Linked DNA regions of Oryctolagus cuniculus: region 1 is linked to region 2. Evidence: chromatin contacts called from public Hi-C data. All regions are on one chromosome and are shown on one strand. Each heading gives the region's core, a stretch centred on a gene start, on an enhancer-like site or on the middle of the called end of the contact. The rest is flanking DNA. Distances are from core to core; before and after follow the strand shown. Region 1 overlaps MECOM (MDS1 and EVI1 complex locus). Region 2 holds the start of MECOM (MDS1 and EVI1 complex locus).

Region 1 (6,141 bases), core at 2,545-5,044, 110 kb before region 2:
ATTCCCTTTGGCCCAAAACTTGACTTCTGTGAGTCTATTCTCAGAGAACAATTTAAAATTTAAAAATATTTGATATATAAAGCATTTCTTCATAATTTATTTATAAAACAGAAAAATAAAAAGCAACCTGAAAATCCAACAATCAGGAAAAGACAAACTTGATGATAGATCATGTATCTATTTAAAATGATGACAAAAGCCATAGAGCAGCATCCAAAGTTTATGACATATTAATTAAGAAAAGCAGGACTTCACATTTTAATTACAACTACACAAACATACCATAAGAATAAAAAACAGACAAGCAGCAAGGGAGCCAAAGTGAGCCAACATTTTGGTTAGGGGTACTGGGATTATTTGTGACTTCTTTCTTTTCTATATTTTCCAATTTTTTCTGGTGTGGGCATATTTTTTATAATAAAAATGCTTTCTAGAAATTGGTGTCTAATAAATTATAATGAATACACACAATAAGAAAAATATAAACAATTATAATAAAAAGAGAAATATATATAAACAGTTAAGGAAATTCAAATACAAATAAAATTTTAAAATTTTAGATTTTTTCTAATAATCAGACATTTAAGTTAAGATGTTTAAGTTGTTCCTATTATAGTATAGAACACAACTCTGTACTGTAATAGTAACAAAAATTTTAAAGTTCTATGCTTTTTATTATGAAGGTGTGTGATTATGGAACTTTCATACACAGGTAGGAGTAAAGATTGAGAGAATCACTTTGGAGAGCAACTAATAACACCTAATACAGCTGAAAAATGTGACACATACTTGTATGTTATAAACTGTATATACATCCACAAAAGGTTTACAACAACATTCATTGCTGTATACTACATTTTAATCAGTAAGAAAATTGATTAGTACAAAGTAAATAAAAATTAAGGAATTTGGCCTAAGTGAAATATCACAGATAAATCACAAAAGCATGATGTTGAGAGAGAAAGAAACTTAGTATAATATGAACAGTTGGCCTCATTAAAATAAAGTTTTAAAACATGCAAAATCATGCTGCATTACAGATACATACATTGTAGCAATGGTTTAAAAACATGCATGAGGTAGCTAAACACCAAATTCAGAATAATAACAATTCTGGAGAGAAACAAAAACTAATGGGATTGAGGGTTTCTATTCCAGAGGATCTTGATTCTAAACAGTAAGGTAACACACATACACATGTGCACACGTGTGTACACGTGTATATGTGCCACCTGAAGCAAGATCAGCAAAGCATTTTTAGAGACAACTGGGTGTATGTCTGCAACAGGTGTCCATTACTTTGTCTTCTTTTCCTGATACTCAAATATTGCAATGAAAGAGTGAGCACCTAAAACTAGCCCTTCACGTAACAGAACAAATATTGCAAGACTCACTCCTACATCACCTCAGTCCCATCAGAATAGCTAAAACCCAAAACAGAGTAACAAATGCTGACAAGGATGTGGAGAAAGAGGAATACTTCTACACCGTTGATGGGAATGTAAATTGGTGCAGCCACGGTGGAAAACAATATGGAGATTTCTTTAAACACTAGAAATAGACTTACCACATGATTCAGCAATCCCCACTTCTAGACATATACTCAAAAGACATGAACACATTGTGTAAAAGAGATAGCTGCACCACCATGTTCATATAAGCACTGCTCACAATAACCAAAGTATGGAATCAATCATGGTGTCCATCATCAAATGAATGGATAAAGAATATGTGGTGCATAAACACAATGGAGTATTATTCAGCTGTAAACATGAATCAGATTCTACTACTTGCAGCAAAATGGATGCCACAGGAGGGCATTATGTTGAGAGAAATAAGCCGGAAACAGAAAGAAAAAAAAAGCATGCTCTCCCTTATATGTGGGAACTAAATTTTAAAAAGAAAAAAAATCAAAAAAGAAATGCCTGTGTATATCAGTACTACAGCAAATACAGTTTTGTCAAACTTTGCTGCATACCTTTGTCAAGCCAATTGTTAATAATGCTATACTACTATGGTTTTAATGATCTTGTGAATACTTTAAAATTTACTGTATGTGGGCTAACTGGTCATCTTTCCATTTAACTATTGTTTATAGTCCTTGTCTATATTCCCACTAAACTAGGATCTTTTTATTTTTACTTGTTGAACTTGACTATAATGTAAATTAAAAATGTTATCTCAAAAGCAAAAGAAAGAATGAAAGGGAGGGAATATTATTATATACTTAGAGTTGTATCTATGCACTGTATTGAATCTGTTAAAAACTAAAATAAATGTATAAATAAAATAAAATAATCTTATTTCTAAACAAAATAAACAGGGGGCTCTGAATGAAATAAATAGGGCTTAAAACCAACATAGATGCACAGATGTTGGTCCGGCTAAGTGAAGCCATTTGTTTGCTCCCACTTGCTTTGGGGTGTAGGGCGTGTTAGAAATGTTGCCTTTTTCCTGGGGATAGAGACAACAACCCATCAGGGAAAGTTGCGGTTGACCATGGTGAGAACTCATTGTCAAAAACCCTGACATTGTAGTTTAAAGTGCTTCAGCCCTAGATATTGCTACTTAGCTGTGTCACAGCAAGAACCTAGTACCTTACCCTCTGCCACAGAAAGGCTTGAAAACTATCAGAGCTTCCAGAAACCCCCAGCTCTCCAGAAAGGAGCCAAGCTTGGAAGGACTACAGACTCAGTGTCAGGGAAAGCCCCAGTCAACATTCAGAGAGCAGTGCTTATCCCACAGATCAGCTTTTAAGACAGAAGAGACACTGCTTTGAAAGGGGCCACATTCTAAGCTCCTGCTTCTCCTTGGAGGCAATGATTATTCTTCTGTTCCAGCAGAGGGTGCACCCTCGCAGACAAGCCAGCCAGCATCCAGCAACCAGCACTCAGCTGTGGCCAACACCCAGCCCTGCCCTGGCAAGCAGGTGTGGGGACGAGTAGGTTCACAAAACCAACTGCACCTTCTTAGATCGGCACCCTGCGGCCATGCACACCTGCAACCAGTCCGCTCTGCCTCCAAACATCAACACGGCGGGTTATCTACTCACACTTACAAACTGAATAACAGGAGATTTTGTATTGACATAGCCGTGATTCCATGCTCACTAGAAAACATCTTTCAAGGACAAGTAGCCCAAAAAACGTCAAGGCCAATCAGCCCAAAATGTATGTTGTTTGACCTTTTGGCCGTGTAACTTGCATCTGGAGGCAAATTTGGAATGTGGAGCAAATCAGAGTGAACGGTCGTTTCCCTTCCTTCCGGAGTACTTCAGGAGCTTTTCAGGATTCAGCCTGCAAGCTGCACTTTGTTCAAGCCAGATGATCAGTCCCAGTGAGAGAGGGCTACTGGACAGGACACTAAGTGGACAACAGGCTCAGTGATTCATAGATTCCTCTGCGAAGCAGTTGAGGTGTTTTTAGGACAGAAGGAAAGGAAACGAGGCTGAGTCAGTTTTCAAATATGTGCCCCTGTCATAAGATTAACCAGAATTACTCACAGTTATCATAGTCACTCCGAAAGGTCAAGTACTGGCGTGCTTCTGGGACTTCAGAATGATTCTGCCCTTCTCTATGGGGAGTGGCCCAGAAAACCCATAGTCTGACCCAGAGCCCATCTAAAATCAATTGTTCACTTAAAAATGGTTACCCTAGGGGCAGGTGTTTGGCCTAGCAATTAAGATGCGGCTTGGGACACCTGCATCCCATATCAAGACAGGGTTTGAATCCCAGCTCTGTTCCTGGTTCCAGCTTCCTGCTAATACAGACCCTGCGAGGCAGCAGTGATAGCTCAAGTGATTCCTTGCAGCACATCCATATTGTATTCCTAGCCTGGCCCAGCTCTGGCCATTGCAGGCACGTGAGGAGTAAACTAGTGAATTGTCTGTACACATGCACACACATGCGCATGCCCCCTCCCTGTGTCTCTGCCTCTATGCCTCTCAACTAAATAAATAAAAAGTGTGTACCATAATGCAGTAAATGTGTCTTATCGGGGGTAAGCTATTTAATTATTTTAAAAGATGGGCAGCTTTTTTCAATAAAGGGACGTAACTAGAAGCATTAGAAGCAATTGAAGAAGATCCATAGAATAAACTGCAATGATCCTAGCCAAAGGGTACTTAATATGTTTTTTAAAAAGAAAAAGTTGATAGCAGTTGCTAAGGCAACTCAAATGGACAAGAAATACTTTGTGTTCATAAGAGAAAATGTCATATGTAAATATATACATATAAAACAGCCACACATATTTGATAGCTAAATATTAAGAACACCAAAGTCTTGAGCTTAATGCTCCTTTTAGTATACACTTGCTTCAAATTAATACAGGACAAAATGACGATAAAGGAGAAAATCAATTAAAATTCAATAAAAGAAAAATAACGCCCATACACTATTTTTTCTTTAAAGAATGAATATAAAAAACATAGGCGAGAAACACATTCCCAAATTCTATCTTATATTTAAATCCCATATTCCAAATTTCCAAAGTATGTCTTAAATTAGCCAAATGGAGATAACATTCAGGTGCTTCCTAAAATACTTTAGAGAGAGCTACTTTCATAGAAAAAAATATATATATACATGGCCCAAGTCAGTCGAGTGAAGCAAATTTTCCATTTGAATTATCAGATTCATTGCCAAGTTCTCTATTTTCTTTCCTTTTAACACTGAGCAGTTTACTATAATAAAGTCTCACATGAAGAACTCTGTATACATATTAATTTCACCTCACGTAAAAAGCAGAGCACTTCAGGTGGTCACACCGACCCTGAAAATCACACCTGAACACACATACTCAGAGGCCACCTGCAGTCCCAGGAGAAACTGACACATGAAATCCCTCTGTCTTTGTCAGGTAAATTCTGCTGGGACACTGCAAAAGGTTCCGGCTCAAGAGAACAGGAGGAGCAAAGGCAGCATGTTGAGCACATCTGGCATGCTTCTGACTGTAAGTGTTTTCTCCCACACAATGTTCACACTGTCTCATGAGGTGCCCACTCAGCGTGGCTAAGTGGAACTTCCCAAGGTTACACAGTAAGGCATGGATACAGTTTGAACATGGTAGGGGCAGAACCACTCTTCAATTCTGAACCACTGTGCCTAACAAACACCATGGATAGGATAGGCATCTGATGAATGTTGGATTGAACCTGACCATAAGGTCTACCCACTTAGATCACTTTGATGCATCTAAAAGCATAGTAGCAGAAAGCCAAAATGTAGAGAGAGGGGTAACAAGAAGCAGCCATCAGCTCAGGTATTCTGTAGCTTCAACTCCCACCTGCCTCCAATATAATCTTCTTCTAAGCATTATCTCTACCCATTTCTGAGCACTGGGCCACCATGGGCTTGCTCGCCCAGTGATTACCAGCCTTGGCAGGGTCAAAGGCTGTTTGCTCCTCACTCCACTTCTTGATAGAGCTGGGAGCCATGAAAACACAGGCCCTATTATGACTTTCATTTTCCAGTTCTTTGGGATGACCCAGATACTGGGATGTGCTGGCTCCCAACTTGCAGCGCTACTCCAAAATCCCACCAATTTGCAAACAAACATTGGGAACAGAGGCCCAGATGGGTATGATGGGTCAGAGAATCTTTCCATTGCTCTCATAGAGGGATTTTAGGCAAAGGATTTGAATCTGCCTGGAACGAATACCTCATGTAGTTACTAGAAATATCTGTAGGAGTTTGGATTCTCTAACATGGGTGCAAGAGAGTGTCAGATTTCACAGCCCCTATATATGCACACGGATAGTCTGGGGAAGGGTTTTAAGAAGCATAGACATGAAGTCTATGAAGAAGGTGCCTGGCATGTGCCCAAGTGACTGTCCCACAGGATCCTGCATAGCACATCACCATCTGCTGGGAGTTTAATGGAATGTGCTGTCTCGGGTGCTCCCTCTGCACTGGGGATCAGACTGTCCTAATGTTTGTTTTGCTTTATTTATTATAGCAGCCCAATCCACAATAGCTAAAATATGGCACCGACATAGATGCCCATCAAATGATGACAGGGTAAAGAAAATGTGGTATATTTACATGATGGAATATTACTTAGCCATAAAAAGAATGAAAACCTGATGCTTACAACAAAATTGATGCAATTGGGGATCATTATGCTAAGTGAAATAAGCCA
Region 2 (5,833 bases), core at 1,418-3,917:
GCAGACTGAGAAAGGGGTCTCCCACCGGTTGAATGACAAGTACCGCCGGATCGGAAACGAGGGGGTTGAGGGGCCTGTACATGCGGGAATATTTTTAATGCAGCAGCGCACAGTTTGCTTGGCAATCAACGGTTGAAAACATTGCTCAAGAAAAGTCGCAGGTTTTGTGTTCTGCTTTCACTTCGCTGGGTACCCGGCCACGAGACGCGGTGCCTGGGGCGTCCAGCTCCGGACTTGGGCACGGCAGACACAGGCTCTCCGCGCCCCACCATTCTCATTCTCTCTCTCTCTCTCTCTCTCTCTCTCTCTCTCCCTTAAACCGTCGTCGGTGGGAACCCGAGCCCTCAAGCCTCTGGGCGTCTGTACACTTAGTCCCTCTCAGCGGAAAATTAAGACAACGGCCTCATTTAAAAGCAAACGGGAAAAACAGTTGCACTGGCGCGCTTTGACACTGTCGCACCGAAGTGAAATAAACAAGACCCAAAAGAGAAACAGATGGGCGCCTGACCCATTGAGACTCAGTTAGGTGGACCCCTGAGGCTCGGAGGAAAGGAAACACACTGCGGAGTGCGGGAGTGCTCGGGTGAGGACTGTCCGAGGCGCCGGAAAGGAAGGGCTCCTAGGATGACAGCATCACGCCCGGCACCCGCCGACTCCCACCGCCCGCCACGCCGAGCCCGCCGAGGGGCGGCCACCGCCTGGGGGGGGCGTGCAGCGCCTGCCAAACCTGGTTCTAAACGGCCAGGGACGGGGAAGGGGGGCCTGGGGACCTCGCTGAGGAAATGCAACCCCCTCCCCAATCTCTCATTTCTGGTCTCTGGTCTACCAGCAAAGCGCGTACAGTTCTGTTTCCACCAAGTGCAAATGTGAGGAGGACCAGGGACGGCCTGGTCTCCCTGGGAGCAGCTCCAGCCCCGCGTGCCGACGCTGCTGAGGGCGCCGCGGGCTGCTCCAGGGCTCGGCGCCACGAGTCCCCTTAGATTGGGGGTAGAAGCATTTGGACAAACCCACCCGTGTTGCCTACACAACACGCCGTGTCGGATGGTGTCGGCTCGGCAGGCCACGCCGGGACAGTCACCCAATACTTTGGCTGGAAGAGTGAGGAATGAGGGTCCCACGGCCCCCAGCCCCAAAGCCAAGCGGCCTCGTCCCGCGTGACTAAGGCTGCAACGCACTGGGCAGGCAGGGGGCGCCGGGGAGGGTTCCTGACCCGGGACCCGGACTGCACCCAGCAGAGCGAGAGGTTCAACCGCACCCCCTCCGCGACCCAACGTTCGGGCAGCTCGCCCCCTGGGGGTCGCTCGGCGCCCCGCCAGCCCCTCGTTCGCGGTTCGGAGAGCGCCCTCTCGCCCTCCCAACTCCTCGGCAACCGCTGGCCGCGCGCCCTCCATTCCCGGCTCTCCACGCGCTTTCAGGGCCTCCTCGCGGCCCACCTGCCAGTGGCTCTGAGGAGTCGGGAGTTCGGCTGTGGTGGTACCCCTCACCCCGCGACTCAGCCCCCCCTCCACCTTTGTCTCCCCCACTCCCTGCCCGGGTCCTCCCGCCGCGCCGCGCGCGCCGGCCAGCATGGCCGAGCGCACAGCGCCCACTACTGCAGCCGCGGCTCGGCGCAGCCCGCCCGCCAGCCCGCCCGCGCAACTTCCAGCGGCCGCCTCGCAACTTTTCCCAACTCCACCAGTGCCGCCCGCCGCCGCCGCCGCCACTGTGGCTCCCTCACAGCCGGCCACCCATCCCAAGCCCCAGAAACGAACGAAGGCTCGGGAAGGCTCCCTTCGCCTGCCCGCCCCCCACCCCCGCTCCCCCTCCCACCCCCGGGACCAGCTGGTTGGCCAGAGGCGACTCTCCCCCGCCTGGGGGGAAGGGGAGGGGAGGGGGAGACTCTCCTAGCCTCTTCCCCCCCCACCCCACCCCTTCGCGCTCACTCTCGCGCGCTCTCCTCCTCCCACCCCCGTCTTGGCCGCCCCCACCCCCACCCCCACCCCGGGGTTGCCACAGCTGGTCGGTGCGCGGGGCTGAGGGCTGCCGGGGCTCCTCCGGCGCCTAGACCAGCAGCGCGAGCGCGGGCGACCGGGCTCGGAAGCTGGAACCGGCAGGTTGCTGGGGCTGCGCTGCGCCTGCCCTCCTCCCGGGCCCCGGCGCAAGAGGCAGCCCGCGCTCCCTCCCGGAGCGCTGGAGACAGATATGCAAGATGGCAGAGGAGGGGGAAAAGCCAATAGAAAAGGGATATTGCACCTACTTGTGGCCAGTTTCCTTGCCCTGCCTTTGGATCTCATGCTGTGCCCAGTCCTGCAGCCGCTGGTGTGTGGTTGGGGTTTTTTTTTCTTGGATCTTTTCCTTCTTTTTCTCTCCCTCTCGCTCCCTCCCTCTCTCTCCCTCTCTCTCTTTCTCTCTCTCTCTCCCCCTCTCTCCCTCCCTCTCCCTCTCTCTCTCTCTCTCTCTCTCACACACACACACACACACTTTCTTCCACACACTCTCTTTCTCTCTTTCCCTCACTCTCCCTCCCTCTCTCCCTTTCTCTCAATCCACACTCGCTATCTCTCCAGCATTGTCAGTTTGGACACCTTCGCACATGCGCGCTAGACGCCCCTCCAACATCTCAGCGCCGCCAAAAAAAGTTTGGAGCGATTTATCACTTTGATTTGGAGATCTTGTCAGATGGCAATCGCCGAGGAGGCGGAGAAAGCGAGCTGCGGGGAGGGCGGCGGGGGGCGGGGAACGAGCGGGGAGCCGAGGGGAGCAGACACCTCGCCCAAAAAAAAAAAAAAAAAAAAGGAATGAAAAGACTTGAGTAGAGGGTTTATTCCGTGTTGGAATTTTATTAAGCCCGTGTTATAATTATTATTGTTGTTTTTCTCATATAAATTACAGACATTTTTCTTTATCATCCATGAGGAAAGCAAAAAGTGGAGGGGGGAAAAAAACTTAAAAAAAAAAAAAAAAAAAAAAAACTCTTTCCCCTCCTTCGGAACTAGGAAAAGGCTGGATCTTCGGCAAATGACCCAGGGGAAACTGAGAACCATCCTGAACTTGGGCAATCTGCTGCCGCCGCTGCTCCTGCTGCTGAAACTATTGTGGCTCCCGTTTGCAGAGCTGGAAGCAGAATAATAACTGTTTCTTTCTCGAATTTAGGTGTCACACCAGCGCTCTCTTCCCTCCTCAGAACACCTCAGTAGTGTATCTCCACCCAGTCGTAATGACCGCCCTTGACTCCCTCGTCCCGGCGGCGCGGACGTCGGCATCCCAGACCTCCTGCCTTCGCAGAGGTCGGCTGTCACCTTCCGGCCTCCCCCAAGGCTGCCGGGGTCGGTCGCCTCCTGCCGCTGCTCAGCTTGCCTGCCACTTCCACTCACTCGCTTAAACTCACAACCTCTGGGGGTCACAAGCCGGAGGAGGAGAAGGCAAGGCACCCCCCACCACACACACACTTTTAAAATATACATTATTGAAATTTGCTTTAATTACAGGATTTACCAGTGAAAGGGGCACTCAGAAATGGGAAACTCCTAAAGGAGCTAGCGGTGTTTGAGGTATGAATCAATCCCAACCAGGTATAGATTTTTCTCTTGGTACAACCTCCTTGCATTAAACAGTTTTGTTCAATACCTACCATGTGCTATTTATGTCCCCAATAATATCTGTTGCAAATCCTGCCAAACACCATAAAAGAAAATTACAATCTTTTCCGTCTGCATGCTGCAACAATACATCCTTGATGCTGAGGCTAAAGGAAAGGGAAAAGAAAAGCAACTTCTAGGCAAGAGTATGGCAAAGGCAGGGGAGGGCACCTGTGACCATCGAGAATGCCCGGTTGTACCTGTTGGTATTTATTGTCAAAACTGGGACTGGGGGGTGTGAGACCAAACAGCCAGGTTCAACCGCAAGAACATCAGTGGCCCGCAGATAGGTATTTCTATTCAGGAGAGCCAAAGTTTAGAGGATTCACCCTGGCAAAGGACGCCCACCGTTTGTTTTTTTTTTTTTTTTTTCTTTCTTTCTTTCTTTCTTTCTTCCAAGCTGTGTAATTCGGGGGCACTGGCTGTAAGATACAGGTCCCTGGAGAACCAAGCTACAGATCCCAAGGGAGGTAGATGTGTAACCTTGAAATGTGAGAAAGGGAAGAGGGGGCAGGGAGTAAAAGAGGGAATCGCCCAGAGTAGGAATAAAACAACCTCCAGAAGAGAAGGCTCTGGTGCCCACACACCCAGGGCACAGGGGAACTCTCCTCCCCTCTGGATGAAAGGGACACCTGGGCTCTTTGCAGACCTACAGTTCCTGTTGCCTGTACGTACAGGTGAGTGTTCTTACACACTGGGTGTTGTAAATGCACTAGTCACTCCAACATACTGACGGTGGGTCCCCACAAGTCTCCAACACGAAAATGTTGAAGCCTTGAAGTTTAGGTGGAGGAGTGGAAAAGTGGGACTTTGAAATATCTAGGGAGAGAAACACTAGGCTGGCAGCAAGCTCACACAGCTGCTTCTGATCCGCTCAAGGGGACTGTCTGGGGACCACTGCCCAGAGCAGAGGAGGGAAGGGATGACCCCTGCTGTCAGGACCCTGCTCCCACCCCACCCCCCTACGAAGGGAGATGAGTCCACTGGACCCTAGCACCCAAAGACTCCAAAGTGTCCTGGGCAGAAGGAGAAGGCTCTGCCTGGCAAGTTTCATTTCACCATCTCACCCTTAAACACTTGGGGGGAGGGGAGCCCCGAGAACTGCCACACCTGTCATTAATTCATTTCCCCTGTCCCCAGGGAGGTTGTCCATGTCTGGGTTCCATTGGAGAGAGGAGGAGGTTAAGAAGGATGTGGATGAATTTTCTAGAAAATGAAGAAACCAGGGAACCAAACCCTGAGATTAAATACCATACACACAATTGATGTTGGGCTGCTTGTTGCTGTTGAGAAATTTTAAACCACCTGGCGGGCTAAGGGGTGGGGTGAGTTCTGTGAGGGGAACAAGGTGGGAGGTGGAGGACTTCAAAAACCCGAATGAGCTTCCGAACCCCAAATGGAAAGGTCCCTATCTTCTAAACTTTTCTAGAAGGGAGGGGTGGGTGAAATCGAGGCACTGTTGGAACACCTTCCCCTCTGGTTTTTTAAGTCCTGGGGTCGCCTTTGCTCCAGCGCATGGGTCGTTCTCCCAGGGTTCCAAGAGTTTTGGGATAGGAGAGCAAATGCAGCCCTTCTAAGTGACATAATAAACACAAAATCTTCTGGGCCCCCAGGCCAAAGCGTTGTGAAAAGACAAGCTCGCGCTAGCGTGCTCTCTCGCGCGCGCTCTCTCTCTCTCTCTCTCCCTCTCCCTCTCTCTCTCCCTCTCTCTCTCTCTCCCTATCATAAAAGTATTCACGATACCATCCTTTTTTTAATTTTTCAAGCACAAAAGCTGCGTTCTTTTCCTTTTTTCTCCCTTGATTCTCCCCCACCACGTTCTTTTGTCATTTGCTTTCTGCCCCAAGTGTGCGTCAATAAAAGCGCCAAGTTACCGGTTCAAGTGTGTTTAACCTGATGGAGCAAAAGCCGGACAGCAGCCGGCCGCGCTCACCGCCCGCTGCGCCGCAGCCCCGGCAGGTTCCCATTCCCAAGTGCTCGGACCCTGTCACTTCCACCTGCCCGGAGTCCCAGCCGTGAGACCAGAGCAGGTGACTTTCTGTCCAGCGGCCCCTGGAGCCCCCGACACCCTCTGACGGTACGGCTAAGCTGCCCCTGGCACCAGAGAAGAGAGGCCTCCAACAAGTTGGCCAAGCTGCCCCCGCTGCCCACCCCCCACCCCCCGCATACCCTTCCCCTCCTGAAATTCGTTTCCTTGGGGGACAGCAGCAGGGGTC

What was found. Hi-C and Micro-C count contacts between places; a contact is called where the count stands out from the background.
Region 1: a contact with region 2 is called in a Hi-C map of an unstated tissue, with 2.3 times the contacts expected there. The contact joins the enhancer-like site here to the promoter of MECOM in region 2. A contact is called at or near these places in 4 of 6 Hi-C or Micro-C datasets (ear pinna, liver, psoas muscle and 1 more).

What each region holds. Positions count from the first base shown.
Region 1 is chr4:110,745,109-110,751,249 of mOryCun1.1, reverse strand. The region is part of intron 1 of MECOM (MDS1 and EVI1 complex locus); the gene reads right to left. Among named protein-coding and RNA genes, the nearest start is that of MECOM, 120 kb to the right of the region's middle. Within about 2 kb of position 3,794, at least 2 of the 8 cell types and tissues checked have an H3K27ac peak or open chromatin away from gene starts, as enhancers often do.
Region 2 is chr4:110,629,552-110,635,384 of mOryCun1.1, reverse strand. MECOM (MDS1 and EVI1 complex locus) reads right to left here and starts at 2,667. Exons shown (of 15, transcript XM_070072552.1): 1 at 2,237-2,667. The coding sequence starts at 2,273.